Regions from separate parts of the Mus musculus genome. Here region 1 is linked to region 2. Evidence: chromatin contacts called from public Hi-C data. All regions are on one chromosome and are shown on one strand. The core of a region is the stretch at or near the end of the contact, and the rest is flanking DNA. Distances in the headings are between cores, read along the strand shown.

Evidence for each region. A called contact is a pair of places that touch in the nucleus more often than the background predicts.
Region 1: a Hi-C map of CD8 T cells shows a contact between it and region 2, with 2.0 times the contacts expected there. The contact joins the promoter of Ran here to the enhancer-like site in region 2. A contact is called at or near these places in 14 of 484 Hi-C or Micro-C datasets (CD8 T cells, CD8 central memory T cells, the G1E-ER4 cell line and 6 more), 6 of 115 datasets of contacts at active chromatin or transcription factors (bone marrow-derived macrophages, effector CD8 T cells and embryonic stem cells) and 2 of 9 other capture datasets (adipose tissue and liver).

What each region holds. Positions count from the first base shown.
Region 1 is chr5:129,016,288-129,023,625 of GRCm38.p6, reverse strand. It overlaps Ran (RAN, member RAS oncogene family), which reads right to left and starts at 3,470. Exons shown (of 7, transcript NM_009391.3): 1 at 3,348-3,470; 2 at 3,052-3,098; 3 at 2,858-2,942; 4 at 2,635-2,760; 5 at 1,436-1,623; 6 at 1,081-1,251; 7 at 1-852. The coding sequence starts at 3,087. The coding sequence ends at 808.
Region 2 is chr5:128,980,686-128,987,205 of GRCm38.p6, reverse strand. It overlaps Stx2 (syntaxin 2), which reads left to right. Exons shown (of 11, transcript NM_007941.3): 11 at 776-2,649. Among named protein-coding and RNA genes, the nearest start is that of Stx2, 25 kb to the left of the region's middle. Within about 2 kb of position 3,550, at least 17 of the 459 cell types and tissues checked have an H3K27ac peak or open chromatin away from gene starts, as enhancers often do. A contact at or near this core is called in CD8 T cells, CD8 central memory T cells, effector CD8 T cells and 1 more, where this site is marked.

The sequences.
Region 1 (7,338 bases), core at 2,221-4,720, 36 kb before region 2:
CAAGAGATCCTCCTGCCTCTACCTCCTGAGACTACCACTCAATATAGGAGCCAATATTTGAAAGCAGAGGACATCTTAGAGAACCAACATTAGACATGGAAATGAAGAAATGTAGTCCATCTCAGAAAACCCTCAAGCTTCCGTCCGTCAACTGCAGTTCTAACTTCTGAAGGCCTAGGTTACAGAAATTGTCAACTGCAATCCTTAAACATCTGATGCGTACATACTTAAATCTTTAGTTTTACACAAGGTCTTCTCTTAGGTTAAACTACCTGGCTAAATGCAGGTAGGGCAGATATCATCCTAGCTGAGTCACAGACAATCTAAATGTTTATGAAGGTAGGCACAAGGAGAACATAACTGAATAGACCTCAGGTAATAGCAGAAGCATTTTAAACTATAATATGGCACAAGCTCCCTCGTGTTAGTGGCTTTAATAAGCAAGGGATGATTCACTTGTTTAGATTATTTGAAATACAACTTTATTCTGATTCTAAACGAAAAGAATGGGAATGACAGTAACAAACAAGATTTCCCCACTGGATATTGCGATGGGACTGCAGCAGTCTTATCTTTGAAATTCAGAAAGGAAACAACTCTGTTCCAAACAGCTAAATATGCAAGTCCAAAAAATGAAGGTATGTTTAACTGCCACATTCACTCGAAGCCCATTCATCTCCTTCAGCATCCCAATGAAGTACACGATCTGCTTAGCTAAATAAGGTGGCACACGCGCTGCACCGCTGACATCACAGGACAGTTGCCTATAAAACTAGACTTCTGACGCAGGGCTCCAGCTTCACTTTCTCACAGGTCATCATCCTCATCTGGGAGAGCAGTCGTCTGAGCAACCTGGAGCAACAAACAAAAACAAAACAGTGCAGATCAGAACTACCATTACCAAGTCAGGCCGAGCACCACCAGGACTGGTTAAGTGCGCACAGCCAGCTCTTCTAATGACCGGAGCTTGATTCCTAGCACCCCACATGTCTGGGCAGATCCAATGCCAACCTCTGCAGAAACTAGGCAAAGTGCACACACACACACGAAAACAAAACACTGTAAAAAAAGAACAAATACCTCTAAATCATGCTCGTACTGTGCTGCCAAAGCTGGGTCCATGACCACCTCAGGTGGGGCAAGAGCAGGCATGGCAACAAACTCCAAGTTAGGATCTCCAATGAGCTTTCTGGCAAGCCAGAGGAAAGGCTTTTCAAAGTTGTAGTTACTTTTGGCAGAAATGTCATAGTACTGTTTTAAAAGAAAAAGGAATGTATGCTTAATGATTCTATTAATAATCTCCATTCCAGGACATTCTAAACAAAGACATTTTATAATCCACATTAAAACCCTCTGACCAATTTTTAATATAGAACATATACGGGTACCTTATATACAATCTTCTCTAAGAATGAACCGAGAAATTAGAACGTACCTGAAGATTCTTCTTCCGGTGGAAGACAATAGATTTTGCCTTCACTTTCCTGTCTTTAATATCCACTTTGTTGCCACACAATACAATGGGGATGTTTTCACACACTCGTACCAGATCTCTATGCCAGTTAGGTACATTCTTGTAAGTAACTCTTGAGGTTACATCAAACATTATAATGGCACACTGGGCTGAAAAACATTGGAGACAGTAGAGTGTCTTAGTCTACTGCAGGACTCAGTCATCATCTTGGGCCTGACTCTGGATCACCCATCAACCCACTCCATTCAAAAGTCCTCCCTGTCCCCCACTAAAAAGTTAGATGGTAAAACATGGCACACTGACTCCAATTCCTCTTCAAATGAAAACTCCAAAAGTCAAGACCAATTCACTCTATCAACTACCTTCTTCTCCTCAAGGCACCTAATCACTAACTACCAACTGCTGGCCCATCAAAGTTCATCAAAGTTCAAACACCAGTCTTCTAAAATCTGAGCCCAGGTTTCTATAACCTACCCTGCAGGGATGGTGAGGATACAGTTTAAGAGGAAGCACGTGAGCATCCCCATTTTTTTGGTTAAAAAGTTAACCCCGGTTATAAACACCCCTTTGCCTTTACATGCGAAGAAGCCAAAGAACGAATTTTCTCATCATGCTAGTAAGATCACAAGGATATTCATTCGTCTTTAAACACCAACAGACTCTTTCCCCACTAAGCTTTTTCGATTACTTTCAAGGAGAAAAGTAAAAGTACAGTTTCCATGAGGCGGCAGGTTTCACGTGTGAGAGAGGGCCTGGCTCCAGGAGGGGCTAGAGGTTTAGTATCTTGGGGCAAATGCTCACTACTTATTTTAATGATGGGAATAATCACGGGTAAGCTACTGCGTGTAGCCCTTAATTCAAGTTTCGAAAACCAAAAAGTGACCCGGGAGCTTTCCCAATAGCTTAGTCTCCTACTAAGTTCTGAAGCCACACAGTTTGCCCCAAATCAATGCCTAGCATGACACAGCATATGATCAAACGACACCACGGACGATTCTTATAAAAGAAAAAAAAAATCTCCTATCCACTCCAACCAGGTCGCCTCCCTCCAAGAGATTTCTGTCCCCTCTCCTTAGTCACCCGGCAACGGCTGGCTCTCCGGCTCATACCCCAAGCACATGTCCGAGGGCCTGGGCCCACTTCCGCAAGGCCCCCCTCACCTTGGATGTAGTAGCCATCGCGCAGGCCCCCGAACTTCTCCTGGCCGGCCGTGTCCCACACGTTGAACTTGATGGGTCCTCTGTTGGTATGGAAGACGAGCGGGTGCACCTCCACGCCCAGGGTGGCTGCGGGGAACAGGGCGGCAGAAGGGGTCAGCCGTGCACTGCCCGCCGCCTTCCCCCGGAGGCCTCGCTGCCGTGAAGCACCCCCGGCCGCACCTACCTACATACTTCTTCTCAAACTCGCCCGTCAAGTGGCGCTTCACGAAGGTTGTCTTCCCGGTGCCGCCGTCGCCCACCAGGACGAGCTAGATTCAAGAGACGAGGCGGCGGCGTGAGCGGTCCCCGCCATGCCGTCCCCTCCCGACCTCCCCGCTCGCTCGCCCTCCGAGGGCCCCCGTGCGGCCGCACACGCACCTTGAACTGGACCTGCGGCTCTCCCTGGGCGGCCATCGCGGCGGATCCTGCGGGGAGAGAGAGCGGCTGCGGCACGTGCGCCCCACAAAGGCCGCGGCCGGGAAGAGCGCGCGGGAAGGCGGGGACGCGGCGTGAGACGGTGGGGGGAAGGGAAGCGGGCTGAAAAAGCCCAGGGCGCTGCCCGTCCGCCTCGCCTCGCCTCGTCGCCAGCGCCGCCCCGCGCCCACCCGAAGGACACCCAAACCCTCCGGTCACCGCCCGCGCCCGCGCCCGCACCCTCCCGGCCTCGACGCTACCTTCCAGAAGAGTCTCCGCGCCTGTCCGACTGGAGCTGGAAAGATGGCGGAAGCGCGATTCAAATGCCGGAGACGCAGCGGACGCCGGCGCGCGGAGGGGGGGAGGAGCCGGGAGAGGGCGGAGCAACGGCGCCGCGCCCAACCACGCGGCGCGCGTGCACGCGCACGTCCGCTGGAGCCGTCCGACTCGGCCGGGGGCCCTCGGAGCGCCCAGGGCGGGAGAGGGGCGGCGGGTCACGTGGGCCGGCCGAGCGGGGACGCGCACGCACGCGGACCGTGAAGGGCCCGCGGGAGCCGGCGCTGAGCGCGGGCTGCCACGCGCATGCGCTGGCTGCGGGAGGCCGCGCGTTACGCGGGCGGCGGCCTAGCCAGGGGCCTCGTGGGCGGGAAAGGCGGGTGCTGCTTCTCGGTCGCTCGCTGCCGCTCAGCGGGCACCGCCCGACCTTCGTCCCCAAGTCCTGTGTCCACAGGCACCGGGGATCTCGCGGGCGGGCGATCGCTAAGTGTGCGCGGCCGCCGTCTGCAGAATGAATGGAGGGAATGAATGAGGGTGCGCGCGCCCGAGGCCCGGCTTGCGTCAGCCATGCGTGCCCGGCATGGACACGGCCTGGCCTTCCTGGGAGGATGGGACCGGATGCAGTTAGTCCAGGCGTTCAGCATCCCAGGGCCCTTCCTCTGTTGCGTGGTCTGAGTAATCTGTCTCGCAGAAGATACCCTACCCTGGCTCCCTCCTGAGCAGCAATTGACCAGCAAATACAGATGCTGCTGGGGAAATGGAAAATGTATCTCTGATGACCAGAGCTTGGGGGCCCTGCTGTTACTTTGTACTATGCAATCTAAAAGGAGCCAGCACAGGCCTTAGGGTTCCAAGGCTAGCCTGGGCAACTTAGGTAGAAGACAGGTGGGAAAGTGTGCACAAAAACTATAACATAACGTTAACATAGTATGTTTAATGGAACGTCAGTTACATATTTATATAAATACAAAGTTACTATATTTTGGAGTATATGTAACAAGTCGGCTACAAGGGGCTATGCTGTGAGCTGTATTCAATAGAGGATATAACAGGAGGTGGAGATCAAACAGAGTTTAGGAGAAAAACGGTCAACCCGCCTAGTTCCAGTTTGGTAGATTGTTGATACAATGTAGCACCTGGTGCTGGGTGGTGACATCACCAGTGACCCTCTCCCCGAGAAAACTTATCATGAACTTACTTGTCCTGGCAACCAGCCTGCCGAACCGCATCATCTGGTGGCCTGGTTTGTGTTACTAACTGGCCCACGCTTAGAACTTACAAAGAACCTCATCCTAAGAAGCCGAGGGAAACAAGAGAATACACTCAAGCGGGCATAGGCGCAGCTCTCCCTGCAAGCACTGTCTGGACTGCCCACTGCTGCCTGGTTTACAGCATTTTCTTTGCCATCCAACGTGAACTGCAAACCTATTCTTAGCCTGAACTTTAAAACTTAACATGTATGAGTACTGGGGGTGTGGGTGTTGGTCGGGAGACAGCTATAGACAGGCTATTTGTACAGCCTTGGGGGGAAAGTTGCTGTTGCGGAAGGGATTGTAGCTTGTGATGGTTAGTCTACTGGATTTAGGGTTGTGAAGGGTGTGTCTCTTGTACTCACAGAGAGGTTTAACTGAACCTGGGCAGTACCCTAGACTGAACAAAATGGAGACCAGCATCGGTCTCTCTGCTTCCTGACTGTGGATACAATGTAACCAGCCACCTCACACTCTCACCATTATGCCTTCCATCTTCTGCAGATGTAATAAATTGTACCATTGGAATTGTGAGCCAAAAAGAAACTAGCCAAAAGTTGCTTTTTATCAAGTATTTTTGTCTAGCGATGAGAAAAATAGCTAATTGTATTTTCTTCTAAAACCCCAAATCTTTAGTATAATTTGAATTTGAGATCTCTCCTGTGTTGGATATTTCATCCCCCACCAACCATGCTGTTTTAGACTTGTGACCTAGTGAGTGACTGGGGGGTGGGGGGTGGGGTGTCAGCCTTAAAGAGTATATCCTGTAGTGTGAGCTCCCACCACCATGGAATGAGACCGAAGCCATACCATCCTACTATGATAAACTGTATCCGCCATGAACCAAGGTAAGTCCTTTCTCCACACTTGATTCTTTCCAGTATTTTTGGTCACAGGGGCAAGAGGAGTTGCTAACACGCCTGCTCTTTCATATGTCTTATTGTCCACTTTCTTCCTCTTAAGGTATACATGTATATCTGGTTGGTTAATATCTGTGGTCAACTTGATTGAAGGTAGAATTAACTAAGGGACATGCCTCTCTATAGGTCATCAGGGCATTTCCAGGAGGCCATTAAATGAGGTAGGAGGACTCTCCTCCAGGGTAGGCAACATCTTCCCTAAGTGGTCCAGATAGAGAGGTCCTAGGAGAAAGCAACCCTGCTTCCCCTTCCTTCCTGCTGCTGAGTATGTCTCTCTCATTGCTGCAGCTGTTGTACTCAGCTGGCATCAAACTCAACATCTTCAGCTTCCACCATGGACCATTGGGATTCCTAAGGCATTCAGCCTTATGGACCGAACAGTTCCTGGTTCCTCAGGCTCTCCAACATTTAGGTAACCATTGTTGGGCCACCTAACCCATATTCTGTAGTCCATTTGAAAACACACACACACACACACACACACACACACACACACACACACACACATTTTATTGGTTCTGTTCCTCTAGAGAACCCTGACTAGTGCATTGTTTTAAGCATCTGTTTATTTGCACTGCGTGAATAGGTCAGAGGACAACACTGAGATCAGTTCTCTCCTTCCATCATATGGGTCCTGAGGATTGAACTCAGGGAGTCAGGCATGGCAGTTTTACCCCCTAAGCCACCCAAAGGTCCTAATACAATGCTACACACACACACAAATAAATAAATACAAATACATACCTGTGTATTTTAAGAAATCAATTTAAGAAAATTTTTTAAGAATCAAGACCTGTTGTTTATGTATGATACTTCCTCTGTAATGTTTGAGGGTGTAGGGTACACAATGTTTGTGTGTATTTCTTTTTTTCTAAATGATTTATTTTTATTTCCTATGTACTAGTAGTTTTGCCTGAATGTCTGTATGATGGTGTTGGATCCCATGGAACTGGAATTACAGAATAGTTGTGAGCTGTCTTGTAGGTGCTGGGAATTGAACCCAGGTCCTCTGGAAGAGCAGGTAGTACTCTTAACGACCGAGTCACCTCTACAGTCCCAAATGTATTTTTTAAAACTAAGGTCATTTGGCTACACAACTTTGGAATCCTGACCAATACCTTGAGTTTAACATTTTTTATTTTGTTTCCTAATCTTTAGAACTTAATCCCATTTGTGACATCAACACCATGTCTGGGACCCATCCCAGAGTTCCCTGTTGCTTTGGTCCTCAGGTCCCCTTGTGTCTTTGAATCTAAGCAGTCCCTTGACACCTGCAGGGTATATGTTGGATCACTCATTTTGCAGGACATCCCTGCTGTTGCTTGAATATAGAGTGTCCCTCATAGGCCCTGTGTTAAAGGCTTCACCTCGGCCTGGCAATAAGGAGATGTGGTGGAGATATTAAGATACTATGTTGCCTAGAGAGGGGCTTGAGGTTGTGGGAGTTACACACTTCACAGGAACTATGGGGCCCTAGTCTCTTTCTCTTTCTCTCTTTCTCTTCCTCTTTCTCTTTCTCTTTCTCTTTCTCTTTCTCTTTCTCTTTCTCTTTCTCTTTCTCGCCATGAGCTAAGGTTTTTTTTTTTTAGTTCTGCTTGTTCTGTTTTTTGTTTGTTTGTTTGTTTGGTTGGTTGGTTTTTTTTTCTATCCTATGTTCCTGCCATGATTTGTTGCCTGCCCACAGGCCCAACGCAATGGACTAGCTAACTGACCCCAGGCTGAATCCTTTAAACCCGTGAGTGTCAAAGCTTCAAAGCTTTCTTACCACAGGGTGATATCTCCAGGCATAGGTTGGATGGCAGCCG
Region 2 (6,520 bases), core at 2,301-4,800:
TCCTAGTGCTGCACTGGGTCATCCTTGTGGACACAGGACAGCCGGTGCTACTTCTTTCTTAACAGTGGTTTTCCACAGTGGCAGAAAGGAGGCTCCTCCGAGCTGCAGTCCTTACTGCCTTGCCACCTGCGAGACTTCTCTTGATTCCAGCACCTGGGTTGCAGAGAGAGCTCTCATCCTGGGACAAGAAAGACCTGCAGCCCCTTCTCTGTTGCCCCAGAGGTTCATACATCTTTCCTGATGTTGTCCTCCTAGTCTGCTGAAAAAGATGACAGATTGATTTTTTTTTTCTTCTACAAAATGGGACTTTTCAACATTTTCATTACTTTGTAAAACCATGTGTTTTGTTTTCCTGTAGCACCATGAGGTCAGTTGTGCTGTGAAAATGGTCACAGAGGTACAATGGTGGCACTCAGCATGACCAGTGAAGCACCTGCTTTTTGTGGGTGCCCATATGCTCTTCTTGCTAGGACCCAGGAGAGCAGGTCTGAGCCTCTGCCTTGGGTCAGCTGGCCATTTGCTGGAGTGCTTGTATATAAAACACACGCATGCACTCACACACACATGCACGCACAAATGCAGAATAATACACATTCTTTCCTTCCCTCATGAAACTAGAGGAGACAGCTGGGCCCTGTCTCCAGACGTGGTTTTCTGTTCCCTCCTGTCTCCTAAAGATGGACAAAAGTCACAGCCTGCCGAGTTACAGTGGGGCATCATGGGAACGGTGCTTGCTTTCTCTCTGCACTGCAGACTCCTGTCTCTTTTCTTGCAGAAGGTGATGTTCGTCCTCATTTGTGTAGTCACTTTGCTTGTGATCCTTGGAATTATTCTCGCAACAGCATTGTCATAGCAACCGTACCCCAAGAGCTCTTTGTCCTCGGTGACTCCGACCATACCTGCAGCTTAGTCAGCATCCTGTCCTTCCACGAGTGAACCTCAGACTCCAGGGCTAGCGCCGAGCACTGAGGTTTTTATTGGTGATGAAGAAGAAAGCACCGCAGAGGTTTCGTACCATGAAACACCGCGAGCCCAGTGGATGCGACATGCCAGCCCAGAGAGCCTGGGTCTCTCTCAAGGACACCACAGAGATTTCACAACAGTGGCCTTGCCTTGGTAGCTTTGAAATAGGAATGATTGAAAAAGCCTAATTTTTAAAGACAATGTCAGTGTTAAAAATGTATGTTGTGTGTAATTAGGGTGTGCTCTGCGCTCAGCTGGCAGTGCTGACGAAGAGACTTCGTGCCAGGCCTGATCTCTGTTCATGTCTTGTTTGCAGAATCATCACAGAACTGTTTTGTAAGGCATCTGTAAGTTAAGTTCCTTAATCTATTAACATCTAAACTCCCTTTCTAAGCTAGACACTGCCTTGTGAAGGACAATGGGCCAGCCCCGGGCAAGCATGAACACTGCCTTACAGCCCCTCAGGGCCCTTCTATAGTGCCTTCTGGTGACCCTGACTAGGAAGTGTGAGGGTCTGAAGAGCCTTGAACGTTAGCTCACGGAGGGGACAAGCAGTCACATGCCGCACTCATGTTACTCTTCCTTGTTCATGTGAGCTGATGGAGTCTCAAGGCAAGGCGACAGTGACGATGGAGCAAACTTGGTGCTCACTAAACTCAAGAGAATGGTCCCGGGTACATAGCCACTCCTGGATGGCACCTGAAGGACCAGGTCCTCAGCCCAACACCCACGAGTGCCCAGAGTTCCTAAGAAACCATGAAGTGTGGGATAAAGCTGTGCACTGGTTTACACTTGTGAATAGATGGCCCAGCGACCAAGTATGTGAAGGATACCATGACTAGTGAACTCTGCCAACTGCTGACTGTGATGAGTGCTCACTCTACCCCAGCCTCACTTGGTGGGATATGATGTAGCCATGCCGGGTCAGAACACCAAGTGTGAGCAAGTGCTACTGAACTATCTAAAAACCATGATCCTTTCAGTGGTGAGTGTGCCACACTGTCACCTCCTCACACCTCCTGGTCTGACACCCCATGTGCCGAGAGCTACTGCAGCAGGCTGGGCTGTGGGTCCTGGTCTAGAGTTAGCCTGTAGTGCAGCCACTCCTGGCTGATAGCTCACCCTTCCTAACTGGGAGCTCACCCTTCCTGCCTGGAAGCTCACACTTCCTGTCTGGGAGCTCACCCTTCTTGCCTGGGAGCTCACACTTCCTGTCTGGGAGCTCACACTTCCTTCCTGGGAGCTCACACTTCCTGCCTGGGAGCTCACCCTTCCTGCCTGGGAGCTCACACTTCCTGCCTGGGAGCTCTGAAGATGAACCTGGGCCTTTGCAGCTCACCCTCTCTGCATCAGTCAGTGCCATCGGATTTAGCTGCAGAGACCATGCGTACCACCCAGGCTCCCACCACCCACAGCCAGGTGTCCCTCCAGTCCAGCCTGAGCCCTTGGCCTGCAGTGTGCTCGCAGAGCGCTCAGGAGACCTCTCGACCAGGCAGGCAGCTGAATCTGGATTTCCAGTGAATCAGGGGTGTGTGGGTGACTGAGTCAGCACTCCAGATACATCTCTCTGCTGACTTCATAGCCTATTTAAAAATATATTTACAGATTCCCTTGTTACCTTTTCCAAGCATTTCTTCAAATATTTTGTGTTTACATTAAAAAGTTCTCAGAGATGCAAACAAGAAATCGTTTGTGCCTCCTCATTGTAGCAGGGAATTTGGGGAGATCACGGTTGCGTAAGAGCCCATTGTGTGACACTTTCTGAGGGGACATGAACGAATATCTACCCACTCCAGATAGGTAACCAGCCACAGACCACAGTAAGTCTAAACACATCTTCCATGCAGGCATGTCTTCCAGGCAGGAGATGTCAGTTGTCATCCCGAGAGGAGCAGCTGACGTGATCACCTCTGCCAATGAGCCCTGTTAGCTTGGAGGGCTGGGCACGGGCTGACGGGAGACTGGGGCTCTGTAGTAGTGGAACTGCCTTCGCGTTGCCCCAGGGCTGCTATGTGGTGCAACTTGTCCTGAGTTTTTATGCAACAGGCTGCGTGCTCAAGAGTGATACACATTAGTGAGCATGGTAAATTCACTATTTCACCAAGGGCATTTGAATGGGATCCTCTCTTGGGTTGCTCAGTGGCCCTCTACCAGAGGTCAGTAGACATTTATTTCCCCTAGAATAGACCCTGACTGGAGGGTATATGTCATGGGTGAGAGGCCAGGAGTCTCACCCTCAGCCTGGTCACTGGAGGAGAACCACACAAGTTTAGGGCCTAGATACAGGCACAGTGAAGTCTAGATCCCTCTGTGTGCTGGGGACCTGGAGTTAAGTCACAGTGACCTTACCCCACCTTTCTGTTTTATCAAAATGCTCCTTAGCTTGGCCCCAGACCCTCTGCAGGGGCATGTCCTCTCTCGGGCCAGGCATAGAAAGAAGGGAACGGTGCGAGCTCAGCACTCTGTTTCATAGACCAGAGTTTTCTGTCCCCTTCCACCTAGACAGGTGTGACAGACTTGGCTTCCTCACTAAGGCACCACTGACTTCAGTGTGCTGTGTAATACACACACACACACACACACACACACACACACACAACAACGCTCTACTCTGAAGACAAGCACAGGTCTCCCTTCCCCCTTTCGTGAAGCAAGCAGCTCTTGCTCCCCAAATACCCACACAGCAGCAACTGTGAGCCTGGCAGGCCCACCATGCTGGGGAGCAGAAGAAACCACCCAAGTTAGGGCACCGTGGGGTCCAGAGGAGGGCCGGGAGCCACAGATCTCAGAGGTGTTGGTATGTTGAATTTGGACTGTTCAGAGAAGAAAGGAAATGGGTGAAGGGGTGTGGTGCTGTGGGTTTCTGGGGTGGGGTGCCACAGGCTAAGGCAGCATGGGGAAAGGTGGGGACATGCCTGACGGGGGCTCAGTCACACGGGAGAAGGCTGTGTCAGTGTTGGGCAGCAGAGGTCAGGAGAGAGACACCTTGAATGTGTTCGGTGGAAGATGAGGGGTCCAGGGGCTGGCTATCGCTTCGGACTCCCATTGGTTCGTTCACCGTTAAAAGACATTGATTGCCCCGACTATGATGTTGGGCAGTGTGATTGCTGAAGAGGAACAGAGAGGACCCCTTGTGAGCTTCCTGAGTATGCCAGTGACAACTATGAACAGGACAGAGGGTGCTGGACACTTAGTCTCTGCTTCCTGCCCTACACTGCTTCCTGGTCTTTCCTTCCCATTCTACCTTGCTTCCTGGTCTTTCTTTACTTCCTGCTCTGGTTCCACTTTACTTCCTGCCCTGCTTAACTTCCCACCCTGCACCATTTCCGGTCTTGTCTAACTTCCACTTCCCACTTGGCTTCCTTTGTTAGCTTCAATTCTCTCTTCTCTTCCTGCTTCAGTGTAGTTGACCCCAGTGACTGGCTTTAGAAGCAATTGGTTTAGTGATGCTGGCTTTACAATCACGGATGCCCAACACCTTCCTAGCCACCAGCCTTGCAGCCTGTGGGATAGTTCAGCAGAGCCTCCCCCCCAAACCCTGAGGCCAAGGTCCAGCGCCAGGGACCCATTCCTGAGTGTCTCGGGACCTCACCCCTCTGCCCTCCCACCCAGCTGTGCCTTCTGTGCCCTGCAGAAGTTTCCCAGTAACCGCTCACAGTCGACTGCATTGACTTCTCTGGTCAACTTAACCCTACAACCAGAGCCAAAAGTAGAGCCACAGAAGAGCAGAGAGGTCAAGATGAAGGCAGATGCTAAACCAGGCAGGAGCCTCCGGCTATGACATCAGGTCTGTGGTCCCGCCCAAGCTACCTACATCAGTAGCATCCTTTCCCACTGGAGAGTCATCCGAGCCCCATATGGAATCCTGCTGGGACATAACTTTTTTTAAACTTTATTTTGTATGTACGAGTGTTTCGTCTGCATGTATGTCTGTGTCGCATCTGCATGCAGTGCTTGAAGAGGTCAGAAGAGCCTCACAACCAGTGGAGCTGGAGTTACCTCAGCCTTTGTGTGGGCGCTGGGAGTAGAACCTGGGTCCTCTGGAGGAGCAGCCAGTGCTCTTACTGCCGAAGAGTGGATCTCTCCAGTTTGGGGACAGACATTATTTTTGAAGGCCATGTGTGACATGGGCAAAGCCTCGGTCACATCTCCCAGGCCGAGTAGCTGTCATACCCTGGGTTTCCAGAGGCTGTAATTGGTGCTGGAAGATGATTTGCTTTGAATGTCTTTGGCCGGATTTAAGCTCCGGGATGGAATTCTCTCCCCGAGACACCCACGTGGCTCACTCCCACACTAGTCTGGGGCCTTAGCCTTAAGGCCACCTGCTCAGAGAGGCCTAACATGGCCTGTACTCTCATAGACACCCCTCCCCGCACCTCACCCCTACCCCCACACACCGTTTTCCATTTCTTCCTAGGGCTGTCTCTGCCCTCCACACCGGAGTCACTCATGTACTATCCGTTCTGACCAGCAGGTGGCAGCATTGCTCACCGTGCCCTCTGTGCTATATAGGGCACACTGTCCGATACATAAAAATGATTAAGGCTCAGAATAGGAGCCACCATCTCCAGTACCTGCTCATGTCCTTGCCGTTAAATGCTACCGCTGATTTAATGCAATGACTCAACTGCTTCGTTCAAGTGTGGGCAAGTATAGAGGTACCGTTTAAGCAGGACTCTGGCATCTAAATCCGGGAAAAGCCAATGAAATGAGCTCTGTTCAGAAGAGGGGTGTGTTAAAGGGATTTTTTTTTTCCTTTTTAAAATACATGGAGAACAACCGAGGAAGGGTTTATTTTGGCTTCCAGTTTCTGAGGTTTTGGCACTATTGGCCTGGCTCCATCGCTTTGGGACAGAGGTAACTAGAAAGTGTGACAGTCAGAAAGCAGAGAGATATGGAAAAGGACCAGGGATAGAATAACCCTACAGAGACACCCCACTCCCCACACCCACCCCACACGGGACCTTGTGCTAGCTAGTTTTTTTTTTTGTTGTTGTTGTTTTTGTTTTTTGTTTTTGTTGTTGTTTTTTTTTTTTTTAAACTTGACACAAGCTAGAATCATCTGAGAGGAAGGAAACCTAATGGAGAAAATGCCTCCATAAGATTAACCTGTGTGTAAACCTGTGGTCGGTTTCTTGACTGCTGATTGATGCGGGGAGGGCTCCGCCCACTGTGGGCGGAGCCATCTCCGTGCTAGTGGTCCTGAGTGCTATAAGCAAGCAGGGGAGCAAGCCAGTAAGCAGCATCCCTCTGCTTCAGTTTGTGCCTCCAGGTTCCTGCCTTGAGTTCCTGGCTTGGCTCAGTGGTGGACTTCGAGCTGTAAGTTGAATAAACCCTTTCCTCCTCTCATTGCTTGTGGCCGTGGTGTTTCTCACAGCAATAGAAAAGGAACCAAGGGAGGCCCGCTTCCTCCCAGTAGCCCACAGATAAAGCTAACATTCTTGTGCTCACCTCACTGTTGAGACCAAGCCTTCCACACATGAGACCTTTGGGGAATGCTTCATCTCAGAACCACAATAAGGTAGAAGGTAAGAGCTTTTTGGAGAAGTGGGGAAGA